Linked DNA regions of Mus musculus: region 2 is linked to region 1. The links are chromatin contacts, called in public HiChIP or PLAC-seq maps. All regions are on one chromosome and are shown on one strand. The core of a region is the stretch at or near the end of the contact, and the rest is flanking DNA. Distances in the headings are between cores, read along the strand shown.

Evidence for each region. HiChIP or PLAC-seq counts read pairs in DNA pulled down with a chosen protein or histone mark.
Region 2: a FOXA1 HiChIP or PLAC-seq map of pancreatic cancer cells shows a contact between it and region 1. The contact joins the promoter of Usp34 here to the promoter of Tmem17 in region 1. A contact is called at or near these places in 2 of 115 datasets of contacts at active chromatin or transcription factors (astrocytes and pancreatic cancer cells).

Annotation. Positions count from the first base shown.
Region 1 is chr11:22,509,895-22,514,879 of GRCm38.p6, forward strand. It overlaps Tmem17 (transmembrane protein 17), which reads left to right and starts at 2,389. Exons shown (of 4, transcript NM_153596.3): 1 at 2,389-2,689. The coding sequence starts at 2,590.
Region 2 is chr11:23,304,828-23,309,812 of GRCm38.p6, forward strand. It overlaps Usp34 (ubiquitin specific peptidase 34), which reads left to right and starts at 2,068. Exons shown (of 80, transcript NM_001190401.2): 1 at 2,068-2,189. The coding sequence starts at 2,147.

The sequences.
Region 1 (4,985 bases), core at 1,139-3,638:
CTCCCTGCCCAGTCATTGGCCGATGGCAACTTTATTTCCTAATCAGAGCCAAGTTGGGGCAGGGAGCCTCAGCACAGACATTTTGGGAGCTGAATCGACACAAATAGCAATGAACCCAATGCACAACACATACTCTGGAAACTCCCAGCATGTGAGGCCTGTGGCAGAGATGTCCCTGCTTTGCTATGACCTGCCTACCCAACATCGCCAGTAATGTATTTAGTAGATGCATTATGGCTATCTTGCATTCTCTAATAGTACAAACATTATTAGGATGACCTGAATCCACGTTACCAGGCTACAGGCACTCATAGTTAGCTCAGAATAGATTCTTTCTTACTCCCTTCAGAACAAGAACTATATTTTATGAAAAGAATTGTAAAATGTTACTGCTTGCCATGATCTTGACTTTTAAAATTGGATTTATTCATTTTACACGAATTTAGCCTGAAGTTTTGTTTGTACACCACTTGTGTGTTCGATGCCCTTGGAGATCAGAAAGAGATTTCTGATGGAGTTAGAGATGGTTGTGAGTCACCATGTGGGTAAAGGGAAATGAACTTGGGTCCTCTGCAAGATCAATGAGTGTTGGCAACCACTGAGATATCTCTAGGCCCAGAACCCTTTACCAGAAAGATTAAAAGGGAAGAGTGGAATATAAGTCTTGGTAAAGCTCACAGAGTGACAGGAATGTTCGAATATAGCTGGAGAGTTTGCTGAAACCTCTTTGAGAAAGCCTTGGCAGATCCCAATAAAATTGGTCTTACATACCACTTGCCTCAGCACTTCCCCGGACACATTCGACATAAACATGTTACACTGGCATAAACATGTATGTTTCAACATAAACATGTAGGTTACACTCTACATAAATGTGTATGTTATACTCAACATAAACATGTATGTTCATCAACAAGCATTTTCACCAAGAGTGGCACTTGTCATAACTGCTCCTAAGTAGAAATTACACAGGAACTTATCAACATGAAAGAAAATTCATAAAAAATGTTGACAGCAAAGTCAGATTTTCTTTTTAAACTTGAATGTGCAATCAGTCTACTATAAAGTATAAAACAGGCCACTGCTTCACAAGCAACTGAGAAAGGGTAGCTCCTGGAGATGATGATACTGTTGACTGACCTGGGACCTAATACATCCGACTGTGCTTTTCTTTATGTCTATTACACCTAATGGTTTGTTTTGGTTTTTGAGGATTTTGCAATGTATCCCAGGCTAACCTTAAACTGGAGATCTCCTGTCTCTGCCTTCTAAATGCTAAAATGATATGTCTTAAGAGAAAGCAGGGAAAGGCTGATATTTTTAGTTTTAAAATCACCTATATTCCAGAAACAACTGCTTTCAATACTTTTAAGTTATTTCCCTGTCTTCTGAAGCAGGTATGCTTGGCTCATCCACCCTCTTAAGAATGTCAAGGGCAATTTTCTGAGGAACATCCTTAGTGAGGTAACCCAATCACAAAAGAAGTCATTAGATATGCACTCACTGATAAGTGGATATCAGCCCAGAAACATAGAACACCCAAGATACAATTTGCAAAACACAAGAAAATCAAGAAGAGGGAAGACCAATGGGTGGATACTTCATTCCTCCTTCTAATAGGGAACAAAATACCCATGAAAGGAGTTACAGAGACAAAGTTTGGAGCTAAGACGAAAGGATGGACTTTCCAGAGAATACCCCACCCAGAGATCCATCCCATAATCAGCCACCAAACCCAGACATTATTGCATATGCCAGCAAGATTTTGCTGAAGGGACCCTGTCATAGCTGTCTCATATGAGTCTATGCCAGTGCCTGGCAAATACAGAAGTGGATGTTCACAGTCATCTATAAAATGGAACACAGGGCCCCCAATGGAGAAGCCAGAGAAAGCACCCAAGGAGCTGAAGGGGTCTGCAACCCTATAGGTGGAACAACAATATGAACTAACCAGTACCCCCAGAGCTCATGTCTCTAGCTGCATATGTAGCAGAAGATGGCCTAGTTGGCCATCATTGGGAAGAGAGGCCCCTTGGTACTGCAAACTTTATATGCCCCAGTACAGAGGAATGTCAGGGCCAAGAAGTGGGAGTGGGTGGGTAGGGGAGGAGGGCAGAGGGAGGGTATAGGGAACTTTCGGGATAGCATTTGAAATGTATATAAAGAAAATATCTAATAATAATAAAAAGAATGTCAAGGGCATTTTTTTAAAATATCTATGTTCGTTTTCCATTTCCCTCAAGAAATGGTGCACCAATTTTGCAGAGGAATTGCTATGGTGTGAGAGCTCCTTGTGGCTCAGCCCAGGTCCGAATGGCTTATTACTTGTGATCATCTTAAGACGACGCGGCTTTAAAGCAAGACGGAGGAACCCGCCATTTTCAGCAGCACTAGGCCACGTTAGGCTGCGGGCCCGTGGCCCTGGCTCGCCTCTCCAAGGGGAAGCCTCTGGAGGATTCTGTAGCGTTCGGGGAAGCCCAGGTACCAGGTCCCTAGGGGCCCCGCACTGCCCGGTTGCCAAGGGAACCGCCACGCGCCGCTGTGCCCGCCGACTAGCGGGTGTGTGAGAGGCCAGCGGGCAGGCCAGGCATGGAGCTGCCGGACCCTGTTCGCCAGCGCCTGAGCAACCTCAGCCTCACCGTGTTCGGCGACTCCAGCCGCACCGGGCCAGAGTCCAGTGATGCGGCCGGTGAGTGGCGAGGGCGCAGGCCCACGCGGGGGTGTGGCTCGCGGGCGGGAGGCCGCACAGGCCGTGCCCGGGTGAAAGATGGCTGCTCCGGCTTCAGCCAGGGCTCTGTGCCCCGGGAGAAACCACGGCCCTGCGGCGGACCCGGGAGACCACGCGCTTCCGCCGCCGCAGCTACTGCACCCGGTGGCGCGGTCGCCGAGCGGATCAGGATGCGGATCAGGAACGCCTTCTTCCCCACGCGGGTCCCCGCTGAGTCCCCAGCGTGACAGCCGCCGGCTCACACAAAACCGGGCTGTGTCCAAACCCCTCCTAGCAGAGCAAGACCGGCTGCTGCCAAACCGACAAGGCCTTCCTCTGCCTGTTCCTTCTTTCTCCCTGTATAAAAAACTCTCCTCCCGAAATCTAAAAACGAAATACCAACGAGTTAACTCCAGCTTCTGCCTCCTCAATCAGGAGGACAGCATACATGGTTGTCTCCTTTGAAATCAAGGAATTGGAAATCCTTTCGATGGCTTGGTTTGGGCTTTCTTATTTTTATTTTTATTTCTTAAATAGGGCATTGAAAAGCAAACCACTTGCCATCATTGCATGTTGTCACCTTGGTCATTCGTGTAATTTACGCTATATGGAGAAAAGCCTGTAAAATTAGGATTTCGTGTTTCCGATTCAAAGTGTGAGCCGTACGGGGCACTAAAATCGAATAATACAAAGTCTCTGGGAAAAAAAGTGTGTGTGGGGGGGGCGGGGGTGACATTTGTTCTGAAGTTCTTTAGAGCCTCAGCAGCCTAGATAGTCGTGATGGTGTGGACAGCAATAGAACTAGGTAAAGACATCAGCCCTGTAATTTCTTATGGTTCTTACGTGTCAGAAAATATTGTTTTCCCAGACATTCAAACGTGAGAAAAGCTGTTTAAGTTCACTGTCTCTGCCAAGACAGGCAATTAATTGGTCAGAAAAATTTGTCTGACCAATTATATAATACTTAAATTTTATCTCATTACAGAACTTAACTGGAACTTTTGTAAAATTTAATGAACTCACACCTTGTGCCTTGTGGTTCCTCTTCATTTGGTCTGATTTTTCAATTGTATAAATTTGATGTGTTGAAGTATGGACATGAGCCTACATAAAATCAAAACCCTGACATTCTAAACAGCCACTCTTCTCAAGCTATATCCCCATAGCCTTTAAAACAAACAACAACAAAATTTATTTGGTTACAATGCAATCAAGAAGTACCTGGGCTATCCTGAAATTTTCTAAGTAGTCCAGACTGGCTTTGATCTTGAAATATTCCTGCTTCAGTCTCTTTGCAAAAAAAAAAAAAAAAGACTACAGTTTCTGCTCTAAAGGTTCTAAAAGTATCAGCTTAGCTAGTGTGTAATTACTTTCCTGTTTTCTTCTTGGCGAATCTGACTGTAAGATCACACCCACAATGGATCAAGAATTGTACTGTTGCCCAAAGTAAAATAATAATAATGAAAAAAATCCTAGTGGATTTTCCTTAGCGCTAACAAATTTTAAAAATTCCTAGCCCAGAGGTAGTAGTGCATGCCTGTACTCCCAGCACGCAGGGGCCGAGGCCAGCCTGGTCTTCAGATCAAGTTCCAGGAGAGCCAGGCCTTTACAAAGAACCCCGACTTGGAAAAAAAAAAATCATTCCTATATTTGGGATAATTTAAGAAGTCAAAGCAAGAAAAAGCAGACCACAATAGTCAGCCTTGCTCTTAAAACTTAATTTGCTTCTAGAGACCATGAATTTTTCATTAATTTATTTATTTTTATTTTATGTGCATTGGCGTTTATGCTTGTATGACTGCATGTATGCTTGTGTTACAGACAGTTGTGAGCTGCCATGTGGGTGCAAGATTTAAGTCCAGGACCTCTGGAAAAGCAGTCAGTGCTCTTACCCGCTGAGCCATCTTCCCAGCCTCCAACCCCATGATTGTTTTAAAAGTATTAAATGTCAATTAAAAAAAAAAAAAAAACTATGCAGAGAAAAACAAAAAACAGTCTCAAGGAATTTGTAATTTCTAAATTCTTACATTTAGAACAACCAATTTAAAATAAGAATGTAGTTAAATTTATAATGTATTTTTAGGGTTCAATTTTTATAATCAAATTCTTGTTGAGGGGGTTGGTGAGATGGCTCAGCAGGTAAGAGCACTGACTGCTCTTCCAAAGATCCTGAGTTCAAATCCCAGCAAACACCTGGTGACTCACAACCACTCGTAATGAGATCTGATGCCCTCTTCAGATAGTAGTGTCAGAAGACAGCTATGGTGCACTTACATAT
Region 2 (4,985 bases), core at 818-3,317, 790 kb after region 1:
GGGAGAAGGATGAAGGGAAAACAGCTACACAACTCACAAAGCTCATAGGAAATAACAGGAATAGGTTGGAGTGAAACTTTATAGCGCCGTGCAAAAACAGCATGAAGTTAGAAGCAGTTCTAGTGCACAGAAAAAGTGTGACACACCTTGACAAGACATCGTAGAAGATTAATACCGGGGCCCTCATTAACATGTGCTCAAGTTTTGGTTTGGGGTCATGCACATGACCTTTCAGACTTTGTTGTCATATCCCTGTGGAAGTATCTTAGAAACAGAAATTAGTGAAGGTAAAAACTAACACTAAGTTGTCCTGTAAAAATTGTTTAAAAAATTACTCTTTTTTTTTTTGCCTTAATGTATGTATGTATGTATGTATGTATGTATGTATGTGTGTGTGTGTGCTAGGAGTGTGGACGGTGACCGCAGAAGTCTGAAGAGGGATTCGAATGCCCTGGAACAGGATATAGATGGTTATGAGCACCATGTGGGTGCTGGGAATTGAATCTGGATCCTCCGCAAGAGTTTCAAGTGCTCTTATTGCTGAGCCATCTTTCTGAGCTTCTAGTTCTTTTTTTTTTTTTTTTTTTTTTTTAAGATTTATTTATTTATTATATATGTAAGTACACTGTAGCTGTCTTCAGACGCACCAGAAGAGGGCATCAGATCTCATTACGGGTGGTTGTGAGCCACCATGTGGTTGCTGGGATTTGAACTTCGGACCTTCGAAAGAGCAGTCGGGTGCTCTTACCCACTGAGCCATCTCACCAGCCCGAGCTTCTAGTTCTTAATGCAATACCAAACTTAAGTTGGGTGTCCCTTTCACTTGTTTTCCACTCCTGGCTCCATTTCTTTTGGCACTGGGCAAATGGGGTTATAAAAGTCGCTCAGGCTGCCTTCGAACTCGGAGCAACCCTCCTGCCTGCATTTAGGAAGTACTGTCGTAAACCATCACGCCAGGCTTCGTTCCTCACGGTACTAGCTCTCGCTGTCTCTCTCTGATGAAAAAGCCTAATAGAGCGTTTCCGATGAAGAATGAATGGGTAGACACACACGTTGTAAGACCTCGTGCGTAAAAACGAGGTGTCACGGTTTCTCAACCGCGCCATTTCTAGTCCTGTCAAGGTGTTTCACTGCTGAGGATCCATGAGCCTCACAGAACCGCACGGCTGAGATAAACAGGGATTCAGGTTAAGACGCGCCCTGGGCTGTTCCATTCTCCCGAAGCCAGGTGGGGAGCGAGCCGCGGCGTTGCCAGCATCTGCTGACCCGCGGCCGTCTCCACCCTCAAAGTACCCGAAGGACAGGCAAACTTCACCGCTTCCCCTCGGGGGTGCGGGAGATCAGGAGGCGCCGCGCCGCGGCAGGGGACGGGGCGGGCCATCCGTCGCGGCTCCGGCCGAGTCTCCCGGAGCGCGGAGCCCGTAGGGGCGGGAGAGGCCGCGTACCCGCGACCCGCCCGCAGCCTCCGCCATCTTCCACTCACCCGCCTCCCCCCGCGGCGGCGGGCGGCGCGCTCCCCTTCCGGCCGCTGACAGAGATCCGGCTGGGCGGGGAGGGCGAGCGCGCACAGGGGGTGGACCGAGGGCGGGGAGGCCGGACGGAAGAGGAAAGGGAGGGCGGCCAGCGGCTCCGGCAGGGCGTGCGGCGTGTGTGCGGAGAGAGGCGGAGGGCGGGGGCAGCGAGGAGGGCGGAGGAATGAGTGCGCGAGGCGCCTCTCTTCGGCTCCTTCGCCTGGGCGGAAAGAGCCGAGCGCAGCCCGAGCGCTCCATTAAAATGGCGGCGGCGGCGGCGGTGGCCGCGGCGTCTGGTCGGTGGTGAAGTGACTCTGCTGCTTCTCTCCCCACCCACCCCTCCCTCTCCCCTCCCCCGTCCTTCCCCCTTCCCCCGCCGCCGGCGCCTAGGCGCCCCTGAGGCCTGCGCTCCCCTCGCCCCCCTCCTCGCCCCCGCCCGCTCCCGCTCCCGGGCCCGCCGGCCCCCTCCCCCACCCGCGGCTCCCCGCCCCGTCCTCGCCGCCGCCGCCCGCCCTCGTCGCTTCCCCGCCCCGCCGGCAGGCCGGCCCCCTCCCCTGCCTCCGTCCCCTCCCCCCCGCCGGTCGGGATCAGTCAGCGCGATCCTAAGCGGGGGAGGGGGGGGCGGCGGCCGAACGATGTGCGAGAACTGCGCAGACCTGGTGGAGGTGTTAAATGAAAGTAAGTCGCCGGGTAGGGGACCCGTCGGGGTGCACGGTTTGGGGGTCCCTGGGCTGTGCTCTCCCGCCTTGCCTGCCTTCCCGGCCTGCGGGCTGCGGCGACCGGGCCGGCCCGGCGTACGGGCCTGTGTGCCCGGGAAGGTGCGTGGTGGCGGCGGCCGTCGCGGCGCCTCGGGCCCAGGCCGCCGGGTTACCTGGGCGCCCGAGAGGCCGCGGCGCAGCCCCGGCCGGGTCCGGCTTGGGCGGTCTCGGAAAGTTTCCTCATTACAGGTGTCAATTAATGAAGGCACTAATGAGCCCTTCCGCCCCTTTCCCCCTTCGAGGAAGGTGTGGGGAGGTGGGGTCGGAGGACTAGGCTTTGCTCTGCAGTCCGAGCCTCAGGGCCGCCCTCTTTGATTTCCAGCGTGCTGGGGAGGCCTCGCTTACCTGCTAATTTTCGTTAAAGTCCGTGGGAGAAGGGTGGTGATTTTTCCATCCCTTGAGGGTGTGTGGGTGTATTCAATCCATCTGCCAGCCCTTAAATAGCAGAAATTGAACTGCAATAGTGATGATTGGAACCGTCTTACCTTAATTAAAAATAAAGGTGATAGTATTTCTTTAGTACCATTCGTCGTTTAAGTAGTAAAGTCTATTATAAGGAGATCTCTACCAACGACAACCACCCCGAGTTAGTCATGGTCTGTCTCTGAAAATGAGAGGCCTTACTCCTTATTCTTTATTATTGTATTACATATTTTATTTTTGGCCTTGCAAGATTGCATTTCTGCTTAAGAAACAGGGAATATTGCACGTCAGCCACTTGTGGGCCCAGAGGTGGTTTAGATGAAAAGATAATTTACACAAACTTGATTTGTGACAAATATTCATTTGAGGTATTGGAATTTATATTCAGTGTGATATTTTGACAGATTTCGAAACTACTTATTCCTTTTAATTCATTCATTTAAAAAGTCTATTTGTAGATTGTAATTCCCTTTTGGTTGCTTAATTTTTACTTTATTATGTGCTTGAGTTTCACTTTAATGGCTAAAAGGTTTATAATTTATTTTCAGCTATGTATTTAGTTCCTGACAGATTAAAGTAGGTGTTTTGTATATATTCAAACTACATTTTCCCATATCTGTGTCATCCTACATTTTCCTAGTATTTTATAAGGTTATTCCTATTTTGACATAAATTTCATTCTTGGTAGAAGTGATATGGTAAACATAGTTCCTTAGTACTTATTTCAGTAAAACATTTTGTATCTTAGAAATACATTGATGATTGTGACTCTCTGTTCTCCAACTTGAAAGTACTTAATTGTTTAGTATACTTTAGGAAAAATAGTTTGGGAGAAGTGATTTAAAGATTCTGTAGGTATGTGTGTGTCTGTTTACAGATATATTCCTGTGAGTGCAGCTGCCCAAGTAAGCATCAGGTCCCCTGGAGCTGGAGTTGCAGCAGATGTGAGCTGCCCCAGATGTGAGCTGCCCCATGTAGGTGCTGAGAACTGAACCCAGGTCCTCTGGAAGAGCAGCAAGTGCTCTTAACTACACTGAGCCATCTCTCCAGCCCCCTTAGGGTGTGATTTAAAACATTTTAAGCCTAACTAGGAATGTTGTAAACATAGTATCTAAAGAAAATTTACTTGAGAAGAGATGACCTTTGCATGGTATAGATAGATACTCTTTTTAAGGGCTGGTGACATCTCTCAGGGGAGTGGGTTTACTCCAGGGTCCCCACATTCTCACACACATGCATGTAAGTTAGTAATAAAAAGGTGTTATGATTGTCTTGAAATTGTGTCAGTCAGTGTTTCCCAAAGGTACTTACTTATATGCTTAGTGTTTTCTTTAAGGCTCATTGGAAAATCAGCCTTCAATCATCTCAGGAGATATATATATTTTTAAACCACCGTAGTTGTCTTAAATGCTTTCATATGTAGTGAGATGTTGTTTCAAAACTGTATTTTCACTGCGGTCCCCCCCCCCCCCCCCCCGCCACCCCAAGTATGATACTGAGTTCTTGAGGACAGGACAGATTCTACTTCACTGTGGTAATTAATGTTTGCCAGTGTGCAAGATGGATGGAGCTTCAGGATGAACATGGTGGTTGAACTGGGACTAAAACTCGTTGAATTAGCCTGGCCTGCTAGTACAGGCTTGTTTGTAATCCCAGCTACTCAGGAAGCTGAGGCAGGGCTACCACAAGGTCAAGGATCTTTCTGGGCTACAAGATGAGTTTGTCTCAAAATAAAAAGTAAGAGTGCTTGGCATACAGCTCAGTGGTAGTGTTTGCCTAGTGTGGGTGAAGCCAGCACTTCAGCCCCCAGGAATGCCCCCCCCCAACAAAAACAACAAAGAAAATCAGGGATTTTTTTTTTTAAATTTTAGATTTTTAAATTTAATTTTATATGTATAAGTGTACCAGATGCATGCCCGTGTGCCCTCAGAGTCAGAAGGAGCATCAGATCCCTTAGAGTTCTAGAAAATCAGCTTTAAAATTGAAGTGTGTTATATGTCTTCTTGTAATTTCATTTGCTAATTATGTATTGGCTATCTTTTTCTTCCCCGTTGCTTGTGCAAAGATGACTATTCAACCAGGATTCAAAGTTCAGAAATCAATTCCTCAAACCATTTGCGTTTTTTTTTTTTTTTTCCTGTTTGTTTTTTGAGACAGGGTCTTTCTCTCTCTGCCCCTGACTCCAGGGACTCACTGTGTAGACCAGACTGGCTCAGTTCATAGAGATACACCTGCCTCTGTCTCTTGAGTGCTGCTCTTAAAGGTGTGTAGTGGCAATTTATTTATTATTAAG